3 separate regions of the Mus musculus genome follow, and regions 1 and 3 are each linked to region 2. A link is a contact called in public Hi-C and promoter capture Hi-C data. All regions are on one chromosome and are shown on one strand. The core of a region is the stretch at or near the end of the contact, and the rest is flanking DNA. Distances in the headings are between cores, read along the strand shown. Region 1 holds the start of Adprhl1 (ADP-ribosylhydrolase like 1). Region 2 holds the start of Proz (protein Z, vitamin K-dependent plasma glycoprotein). Region 3 holds the start of 2810030D12Rik (RIKEN cDNA 2810030D12 gene).

Region 1 (2,767 bases), core at 187-2,686, 190 kb before region 2:
AGTTTAAATGTTCAGTGCAGTTCATACTTGATGCTCTGTGGGCGCAGAAGTCAACTTCCCAGCTTCTTTTGCTGTGCCTAGCATCCTGTAACAGAAGGGGCTCTGTGAATGTCAGGTAGACAGACTAGTGAGGCAGCCTTATCTTGTGTGTGATTTTGACCGAATAGTGTAGAAGTGGTTTCCAAACATCCACAACAAAGCCTCTCCCAAGAGTCCTTGGACCTCACTCCTTGAGCCAGGTCACACTTGTCCATAAGTTGGTACACCGTAAGTGGGAGCTGGCTCCTGCTGGCTTCTGCTGTTTGTCTGTCTGGATGGGAGCTATGTACCTTCTGGATTTGTGGGACTGCTTCAGACTGAGAGTTGGGCCAGCAGGAAGGGCGTCTTGTTACACACTAAAGTTCTTTCCAATTGTATTCTAAGTCCAAGTGATGCACTGCCAATTCTGGGTGACAGATTTACGTCACAAGAGGGCCAGCAATGTCTGAGGCTGCAAGGTTTGTGCTTGAGACAGGGTATAGGGAGGTGGTTGACCTAGGTCATTTCAAACCAAGAAGCCTGGCTTTATAAAGTGCACCTATCCATCCTCATTATTTAATAATTCCATGAGCAGGCAGTGATGTTTACAACAAGTGAAGTTTGTTTGTATAGACACGCATCACTAAAGGTTAGCACTGGAGCCCCTTACTGGACACTAAGTTGTGAGAGAACACTTTTTCACAGGAGCTGGGAGTTCTCGTTCTTGTAAGGTTTTCTCTCATGTCATGGTTTTAATGGAACTGAGGATCAGACCAAGGGCCTTGTATACATTAGGTAACATTGCTCTGTCGGGTCTACTGCAGCCCACAGCCCTCAATTTTATAATAAGGGATGGGTTTTGTTTGTTTTTTGTTGTTGGTTTTTTTTTTGTTTTGTTTTTTTTGTTTTGTTTTTGAGGCAGGGTTCCTCTGTGTAGCCCTGGCTGTCCTGGAACTCACTCTGTAGACCTGGTTGGCCTCAAACTCAGGGATCCACCTGCCCCTGCCTCCTGAATGCTGAATGCTGAAACTAGAGGCGTGTATCACCACTGCCCAGCCAGAAAAGTTTTCTAAAAGCATAAAACTACAATGGGTGGGCCTCAGTTTTATGCTGAGTGAAAGAGGGCAGACAAGAAGGGGCAAAAGGAGTGTGTCTGTCTGAAGGTAGGGCAGAGCAGATGGTCAAGGAACCGGGATGGAGCAGTATGTTCTCATTGTGGTATGTCGCTCTGCCAGCAGGGGGCACAACTCACCAAGGTGCTGACAGAGTAGCACAGCTCACGGGCTCTGAGCTGGGCTGAGCTGGCTGGGTGTACACTGGTGCCAGCAGACTCCTTTGCTGGAGAGCCAGCGTGTCCCAAACAGCTCCCACGTGGTGAGCTCTGAGCCTTTATCTCATTGGTGCCACCTGCCAAGGCAGGGAAGGAACGCCTGGTCATTTGGAGAGTGCTGGATGGTGATACAATGACCAGTATAAATGTCAGCGGGGCTGGCTAAGGGTGGCCAGGAGAGGACAAAGGCAACCGCAGGGTAAGAGGGGTCACCTTCCAAGATGGAGAAGTTCAAGGCTGCAATGCTGTTGGGGAGTGTTGGAGATGCCCTCGGCTATGGAAACATCTGCAGGGAGAACAGCGTTTTAGGCTCAATCCAGGAGGAGCTGCAAAAGACAGGGGGGCTGGACAGCCTTGTGCTCTCACCTGGGAGGTGGCCAGTGAGCGACAACACCATCATGCACATGGCGACTGCTGAAGCCCTGACCACAGGTAGGACTGACTGGCGTATTCGTGGCTCCAAGTGTGCTGGGGTAGAAAGACAGGCCACCTGGGTTGATAGCAAACCAGTACCAAGAACCCTGAAGGTGGTGTCTTAGAGCCCTGTGTTACCTGACACTGTTGCTGAAGGCAGGGATTTAATATTCCCCCAAGACCTGGAGCCTGAGAGGCAGCGGGCAGGTCATGTTTCTCCTGAGTGTCTTTAGGGGACAGCAGCCCTTGGCAGATAATTAAGCTCCTGGTTCTGAACAGTGTTCGCTTGTCTCTGTGTTAGGTGAGCAACCCTCTAGGAGCTGCTCTGCAGGGCGGGGCAGGGGTGGGGGAGACAAAGCACAGACAGACATAGGTGCACTGCAGAGGCTGAGCATCTTATTCTAAGTCTATAAAGAAGAGCTTGAAATGTGGGCCCACTGAGATAACATTGTTTGGGGGTGGCATCTCCGATCCAAATAATTAAGGTTGAGCTGTCTGTCCGAGCGATCCAGTTTGGGCGTAATTTATGAGTAAATTGTCTAAGGAAGAGTTTTGGACATGGAAGAACAAAGCTTGTTTCCTAAGGAGCTAAAATCAACAAAATGTTACCTGGATTTCAGAGACGCGCCCATATACAAGCGCCGTGTGTCTTTTCTCGACACAGTGTGATGGTAATACCCTGCAGGTCTGGCATGCCATCGTTGCAAAACTGAGGCCTGAGGCCAGCAGTTGAGCCAACAGACCCCACATACGCATTCCCTGCTCTGTCCGTCTGTCGTGAGCACGCCCAGCTTAGTTCTGTGGTCACTGTATAGGAATGCCACCAATGCCGTGTCTCTAAATAGAGCAGACACACATTGATAAGATATGGTGTCACAGCTTGTTGAAAATGGTGAAGCATCTTTCTGAGTGTACCTCATGATGAAACGCAGGTATTTATGGATTCTGTGGTCATTGTATAGGAATATCATCAACTTGCCCCTGAATAACGAGGCAGAAGAAAGC
Region 2 (2,744 bases), core at 222-2,721:
TTGCTCCCTTAGGCCCAGCTCAGGCCCACATGGTTTTCCTTCCTGCACATTCATAGGGCAGAATTGGGCTCTGAGTGCCTCGTACCCATGCTGCCATCTTGGACTCTTTGGGCAGTGGTCTGAGGAGAGAACAGCCTGCCAGAAAGATGGACACAGCTTGGTGTTGATGTGGCAACAAGGCTTTGTCCACAACAACGACAGATGCCATCACAGGACTTAGAGATCTGGTCCTACTCACCAGGAGCATCCAGCTCACGGTCACTGTCAACAGCAAGTTAACAGTGCTCTCTCTCTCTCTCTCTCTCTCTCTCTCTCTCTCTCTCTCACACACACACACACACACACACACTCCACTGTGCAAGGTACCAAGTAGTCCCATACATGCAGATCACAAGGCTCGGCAGGCTCAACCCTACAACTGTGATTTTCTGAGCACCTTTGTGTTCAGGCCCGGGTGAGTGCGGAGAGCCGGCAGACAGAACTTGCCCATGTGGGCTCCATCCTCACAGGGAGTTAGCATTGAGCAAACTTCCACAGGAGTGTGAGGCATGAACGGAGGGAGTGTGGAAGTCAGAGAGAGTGGAGGTCAGCGGCCTGGAACCACACACAGATGGCCCTGAGGAGACTTAGAGAGGCCGGGAGTGCCACAGAAAGCTTAGATGCTCCAGGGTGGAGACAGCAGGGTGGATCCAGGCCCAGGCTAGCTGTCCCGCAGTCCTCTGGCACAGAATAAGAACATCTGGCACATAGACAGGCTGCAGCCTAGCTTTGGCTAAGGGGTGGCCAGCCTGGTCTCATCCTGCACAACTTAGGCTGTACCACACTGACTTTCAGGAGGGAGAATGAGATCATGGCTTGTCCTTTCAAGCCCCTAGAGACCGGATCATCTCTAGAACCATTGAGTGTCCCAAGGATGAGATGGCTAGGTCTGGTGATTCATTCCTGTGGTTCTAGCATGTGGGAAACTGAGGCAGGAGGATTGCCAAGAGCTGAAGATAGACTGAACTACATAGTAAGTCCTAGACCAGCTTGAGCTATAGAATAAGACTCTGCCTTAAGAAAATGTTTTGCCCTTCAGTTACTTGATATGCCAGGATGGGTTGGTACCCGGGGGGGGGTGGGGCTCCCCCTTTGCAGAGGAGAAGGGGAGGGGTGGGGGAGGGGCTGTGTGAGGGGGGTGCCGGGAGGAAGGGAGGTGCAATCAGATTCTAAAGTGAATAAATAAATTAGTGGGGAAAAGCGAGAACATTTTCAAAAGAACAAAACAGCAAGTGCCTACCGGAAAGCTCCACCTGGTGCAGGATGAGGGTAAGGATGAAGCCCCGGAGCAGCAAGATGCAGCCAGCCATGCTAACCCAGAGCCTGGCTGGCCCAGGCAGAGCAAAGTCTGCAAACAGCCAAAGTCCAGGGCCCTGGGAAGCACTGCGGTCAGTGTGTGCCTCAGAACACACAGAGGCTAGCCTAGATGACCCATGGACCCAGAGGCTCGGGGAGGAGGCTCACTCTCATTCCGCTCCTTCCGGATTTACTGTTAGGGAGAGAGAGACGTGGAGGGGATCTCTGCACAGGTGGGCTCATTTCCCCCACAAGGCGCCTTCCTGGGTCCGGGCACAGCAGTGAGTGGGAAGGATGCCACCGCAGGGAATATGTAGTCTTACAGAGGAGAGGCAGGTAGCATTAACAGGGAAGGGAATTTTACAGTGCAAAGTTCCATGATGAAAATGGGCAGGTGAGAGACCTTGGTGAGAGTGCACAGCGGGATCTGAGACATGCAGGAGGAAGCCAGCTGGCGTGTCTGGAGCCAGACGCACAGGGACGCTGGAGTAGGAGGAGACGAAAGTATCGTGAGCAAATGTGTCCTATCAGTGCAGCAGGTGCCTGTATCTTTGGTTGAATGAAGGACAATCACAGGGGCAAAAATCTAATGACACCTATAAGCACAATTATTTATTAAGGTAGAGAGTGAAGAAGACAGAGAGGGCAGCACCCTATCTTCAATGCATACACTGTGGAGTTGTTTTTAAAAAGTTGGATGAGAAACAAATTCAACTGTACCTTTCGTGAGTGACCCAAGCTGGAAATTAATTTTCTAGGATCAAGCAGGTGACGTTCAAGCAGTCTTGAGGTCTCTCTGTGCTGTGTCTTAGGGAAAGGCTGAAGAGATCTGTCTGTGGGGATCCATCCCACGTGAACATTTACACACTGTTAAAAACTAATCTCAAAACCAAGAACAGCCACTTGAGAAGAGGGGTCCAAATCCTTCCCGTCAGCACTCAGGGAACTCTGAGGAAGGAATGCTGGGAAATTTGTAAGAGCCCGAGGTAGACACGAGACAACAAAGAAAGTGGGCCTTCTCAATACAATGGGATGGACACACGTATGGACACAGACACGGGGCAGCGTGCACACATCTATGCCAGACGGCTCCCAGGCTGGGAGGGGAGGTAGACACAAACCCCACTAGGAACCCAGAAGTTCTCTCCAGTTGGCAAGCACTCTCAAAGGAAAAGTTCGTTTTCCCCAATGGAGTCCCACTAGGAAGACAAACCACACTTAAAGGCAGGTCTCATGCCCAGCAGATGGCCAACACAAACCAAGCTCAATGGTATTTTCTCAGGGTTGGTTTGTTTATTTGTTTGACTTTTCATTTTTTTATTTTTATTTTTTTTGTCATCATCTGGGTATGTCTTTCTTACCTCACAGGTCATCTGTTTACACATTATAGCTTCTGACTTTTTTTTCCT
Region 3 (3,155 bases), core at 426-2,925, 140 kb before region 2:
AACCAACTAAATCAACAAGAAGGAGGAGGAGCGGGAAGAAGAGGTAGAAGAGGAGGAGGAGGAGGAGGAGGAGGAGGAGGAGGAAATATGGAGGAGGAAATGTTCCAGCTCTGTGTGGTCAGACCAAGGGGAAAGTTGTGTATGAAGAGAATGTAGTCCAGTCTGTGGTCTGAGTCACCACTGGGGAAAGGTCAAGGTCAGAGCACTGGCAAGGACACTTGGTGTTAAAACACTGTTCACTGCTGGGCTGAGCTGATCTCTGCACGTTTTTCCCCAGAGGCAGCAAGCACTCTGGGCGACTGTGGGAGCTAGAATTTGGGGTTCTGCTCATGCCAGCACTAAGTTTCATCCAATGTCAACAGAGAAGCTCAAATCTGCAGCTCTAACTGGATTTTCAGGTTCATTTCTTGCTGTATTCTAAAAGAAAGATGGGGCTAGATATGGTGGCATGTGCCTTTATTCCCATTGCTCAGGATGTGTGTGTGTGTGTTAGGCAGGCACAGGTAGATCTCTCTGAGTTCAATACCAGCCTGGTGTTCATAGTGAGTTCCAGACCAACCAGAGCTACACAGTGAGACACTGCCCCCCCCCAATAAAAGAAAGTAAAAAGAATAAAATAAATAAATAAATACAAAATAAAAGAAAGAAAGATGGAGGCACCAAGGCTTTGGTAGAGAATCCTTGTTCAGCAGAGTTTGGTCAAAGCAAGGAGGAGGGAAAGCAATACAAACCTCAGGTTTTCTCATCTGTCTTACAGTAGTCTCAAAACCTAGAGAAAATGAAGTAAAGGGCAGAGCTGCGTATGTAGCCTTGAGAGAGAGACAGAGAGAGGGAGAGAGAGAGAGAGAACCGGTCCCACCGGGTGCTGCCTGTATTCTTGGCGCTGAGGTCAGGATCATTTACAGTGGGGTATCCAAGTGTCCCAGTGGACCAGGCTAAATTCTAATCCCACCCCCACCCCACCCCCGCCGCTTCCTGCTAGGTACTTTGAAGTTTCTAACTAGTTCAAGTGAGTTCCCAAAGTCCAGCTGAGGGTCATTCCAACTACAGTCAGCTGAAGGTGGGTAGCACCTTCTAAACACCACAGAAAAGTGCTTCTGCAACGTCCGATCCGTCCCACCGCTGACCACAGGGCCCGAAGGCGCCAAAGCCCTATGCTTTACCTCGGCACGGTGAGCATTCATAATCCAAACATTCCTCCACAGGTTTCCGAGGGCACCTCGCTAAGAAAGGCAGTCAACTGGTTTCCAAGCCCAGAGTCTGAAATCTCAAGAAACGGACGGCGACAGGGACCACGAAAGAAGCTCGGCACCGCGGCACTGTGACCCTGCAGTAGCGCACACAGCTGGGGCTTCCCTAGGCGAGGAGAGATGGTAAGGCGGCAACTCTTTCCAAGGCTAGACCTCGGGTTCCAAGGTTTGGAGAAGCGAGTACCCTTTGATGGTGGCCCTCAAAAACACCGTATGTTCTCAGCCTCGACAAGCAAGGAAGCAAAGTGGAAAAACAAACAAACAAAAAAACCCTCCTTTTTCAGCATCGGAGCTGGAAGTCCGAAGTCCAAAGTCCAGTCTGCCAGGCACTGAGGCTTGAAGGATATTTAAAATCCTGCAAAGTGGATCCAGGTCTTCTAACCTCGGCATAGGTTTCCATCTCCATGGATTTTCAAATCCCTAGTGCCAGGCTGCAGCAGGTGCACTCGGTTCGGGTCCCTAGGCGCTCCCATCTCCGACACCGCCCCCACCCCAGCCCCGCTCCGTCCACTCTACCCCGCCCCGCCCCCACTGACTCCGCCCCTCGTCCCCACCCCGCCCCCGTCTCGGCCACGCCCCCGCCGGAAGCACTCGCGCGCCCCGGGGCCAGCGGCGCACCGGGGTCCAGCGCTCGGGGCTGCAGAGGTTGTGAGTCCCGCGGTCCCTGGCCCTTCTCCGCATGGATCCCGCAGAGCGCGCGCAGGCGGCGCGAGCTCGGGTGCCCAGGTGGGTGCGGAGGCCGCGCGCGCGGGGTGCTGGGCGCCCTCTCCGGACTGGGTCTGAGCCAGTCGATGCTGCGCGGGGGACGCGCTCTGGTCCACGGAGAGCGAGGGGCATGAGGGGGTGGAGGGGATGGAGGAGGGGAGGAAGAGAGGAAGGGAAGGTGAACTGAGGATGGACGGAGGGGCGGACCGAGGGGTGTCGGGTGTCGGAGCTCTTGGACCCCAGCCGCATCCCCGCAGGCGCGGAAACTTGGTTCGGGGAAACAGGTTCTTTTTGTTTGTAGGATCGATCCGTATGGGTTTGAAAGGCCCGAAGACTTTGACTATGCGGCTTATGAAGAATTCTTTTCCACGTACCTGGTGATACTCACCAAGAGGGCGATCAAATGGTCCAAACTTCTAAAAGGAAACGGTGGTGTCCGGAAAAGCGTGACAGGTGAGAGGCCTGATGCTGGCTGGCATAGCGGCCATTCAAACAAACAGGACTTTCTCCCAAGGGCCAGAACCCCTGTGGCGAGACCCCCAGCGAGACCTCTGGACTGCAGGACCTCCCAGCAGTAGCTGTTACCCTGCAGTAGTTACAGTCCCTATGGCATGACTCCCCAACAGTAGAACCCTGTGAAACCTGTGAGCATGACTCCCCCGCCCCGCAGTAGAGGGATCCCTCTTTAAATGGGACTCCTCAGCAGCAGGATCCCCACCAGCCGGAACTCCCAAAGCCAGACCTACGAACACCATCACTACCCTGCACACGAGCATACACTGCATTTCCATAGGAACTGGACCCCTCTATAGTTGAACCCCACCACCCCCAAGCGCGACTTCTGGGACATCATGAGACCCCCTAGGAGGGTGTGTTTGTGCCACACAGCAGATGGGAGAGCTCCTTACCTGGTTGAATTTTCTCCATGGTCACCACGCCCTCTTAACTGTAGATGGGCAAAGTCCATATTTCCTGGGAAGCCTCGAGAAGGCCTTGTGTTCTGAGGGGGGTTAGAACAGCGCCTATCTCTCAGAGATGGGTAGGGGTGGGGTACCTAGGGCTGGGCTCCTGGAAGTCCAGTTCCAAGACAAACTTTCCTCTTTCTCTGAACAGGAACTACCATGCCTCTCCAAGCGTTTTTTTTTTTTTTTTTTTTCCTTCCCCTATACCATTCTTGATAGTCATTTTTCTTCTCTGTAG

What was found. Promoter capture Hi-C pulls out the DNA fragments that hold promoters and counts their contacts. Hi-C and Micro-C count contacts between places; a contact is called where the count stands out from the background.
Region 1: a contact with region 2 is called in a promoter capture Hi-C map of embryonic stem cells. The contact joins the promoter of Adprhl1 here to the promoter of Proz in region 2. A contact is called at or near these places in 11 of 39 promoter capture datasets (3T3-L1-derived adipocytes, the C10 cell line, HPC-7-derived erythroid cells and 7 more) and 3 of 9 other capture datasets (embryonic stem cells, liver and pancreatic islet).
Region 3: a Hi-C map of liver shows a contact between it and region 2, with 2.9 times the contacts expected there. The contact joins the promoter of 2810030D12Rik here to the promoter of Proz in region 2. A contact is called at or near these places in 8 of 39 promoter capture datasets (the 3T3-L1 cell line, the C10 cell line, cranial neural crest and 4 more), 1 of 484 Hi-C or Micro-C datasets (liver), 1 of 115 datasets of contacts at active chromatin or transcription factors (embryonic stem cells) and 3 of 9 other capture datasets (adipose tissue, liver and pancreatic islet).

What each region holds. Positions count from the first base shown.
Region 1 is chr8:13,252,831-13,255,597 of GRCm38.p6, reverse strand. It overlaps Adprhl1 (ADP-ribosylhydrolase like 1), which reads left to right and starts at 1,436. Exons shown (of 7, transcript NM_172750.4): 1 at 1,436-1,780. The coding sequence starts at 1,570.
Region 2 is chr8:13,059,635-13,062,378 of GRCm38.p6, reverse strand. It overlaps Proz (protein Z, vitamin K-dependent plasma glycoprotein), which reads right to left and starts at 1,471. Exons shown (of 8, transcript NM_025834.4): 1 at 1,280-1,471. The coding sequence starts at 1,349.
Region 3 is chr8:13,199,302-13,202,456 of GRCm38.p6, reverse strand. It overlaps 2810030D12Rik (RIKEN cDNA 2810030D12 gene), which reads right to left and starts at 1,675. Exons shown (of 2, transcript NR_166508.1): 1 at 1,164-1,675; 2 at 667-769. Grtp1 (GH regulated TBC protein 1) reads left to right here and starts at 1,833. Exons shown (of 8, transcript NM_025768.2): 1 at 1,833-1,976; 2 at 2,257-2,408. The coding sequence starts at 1,930.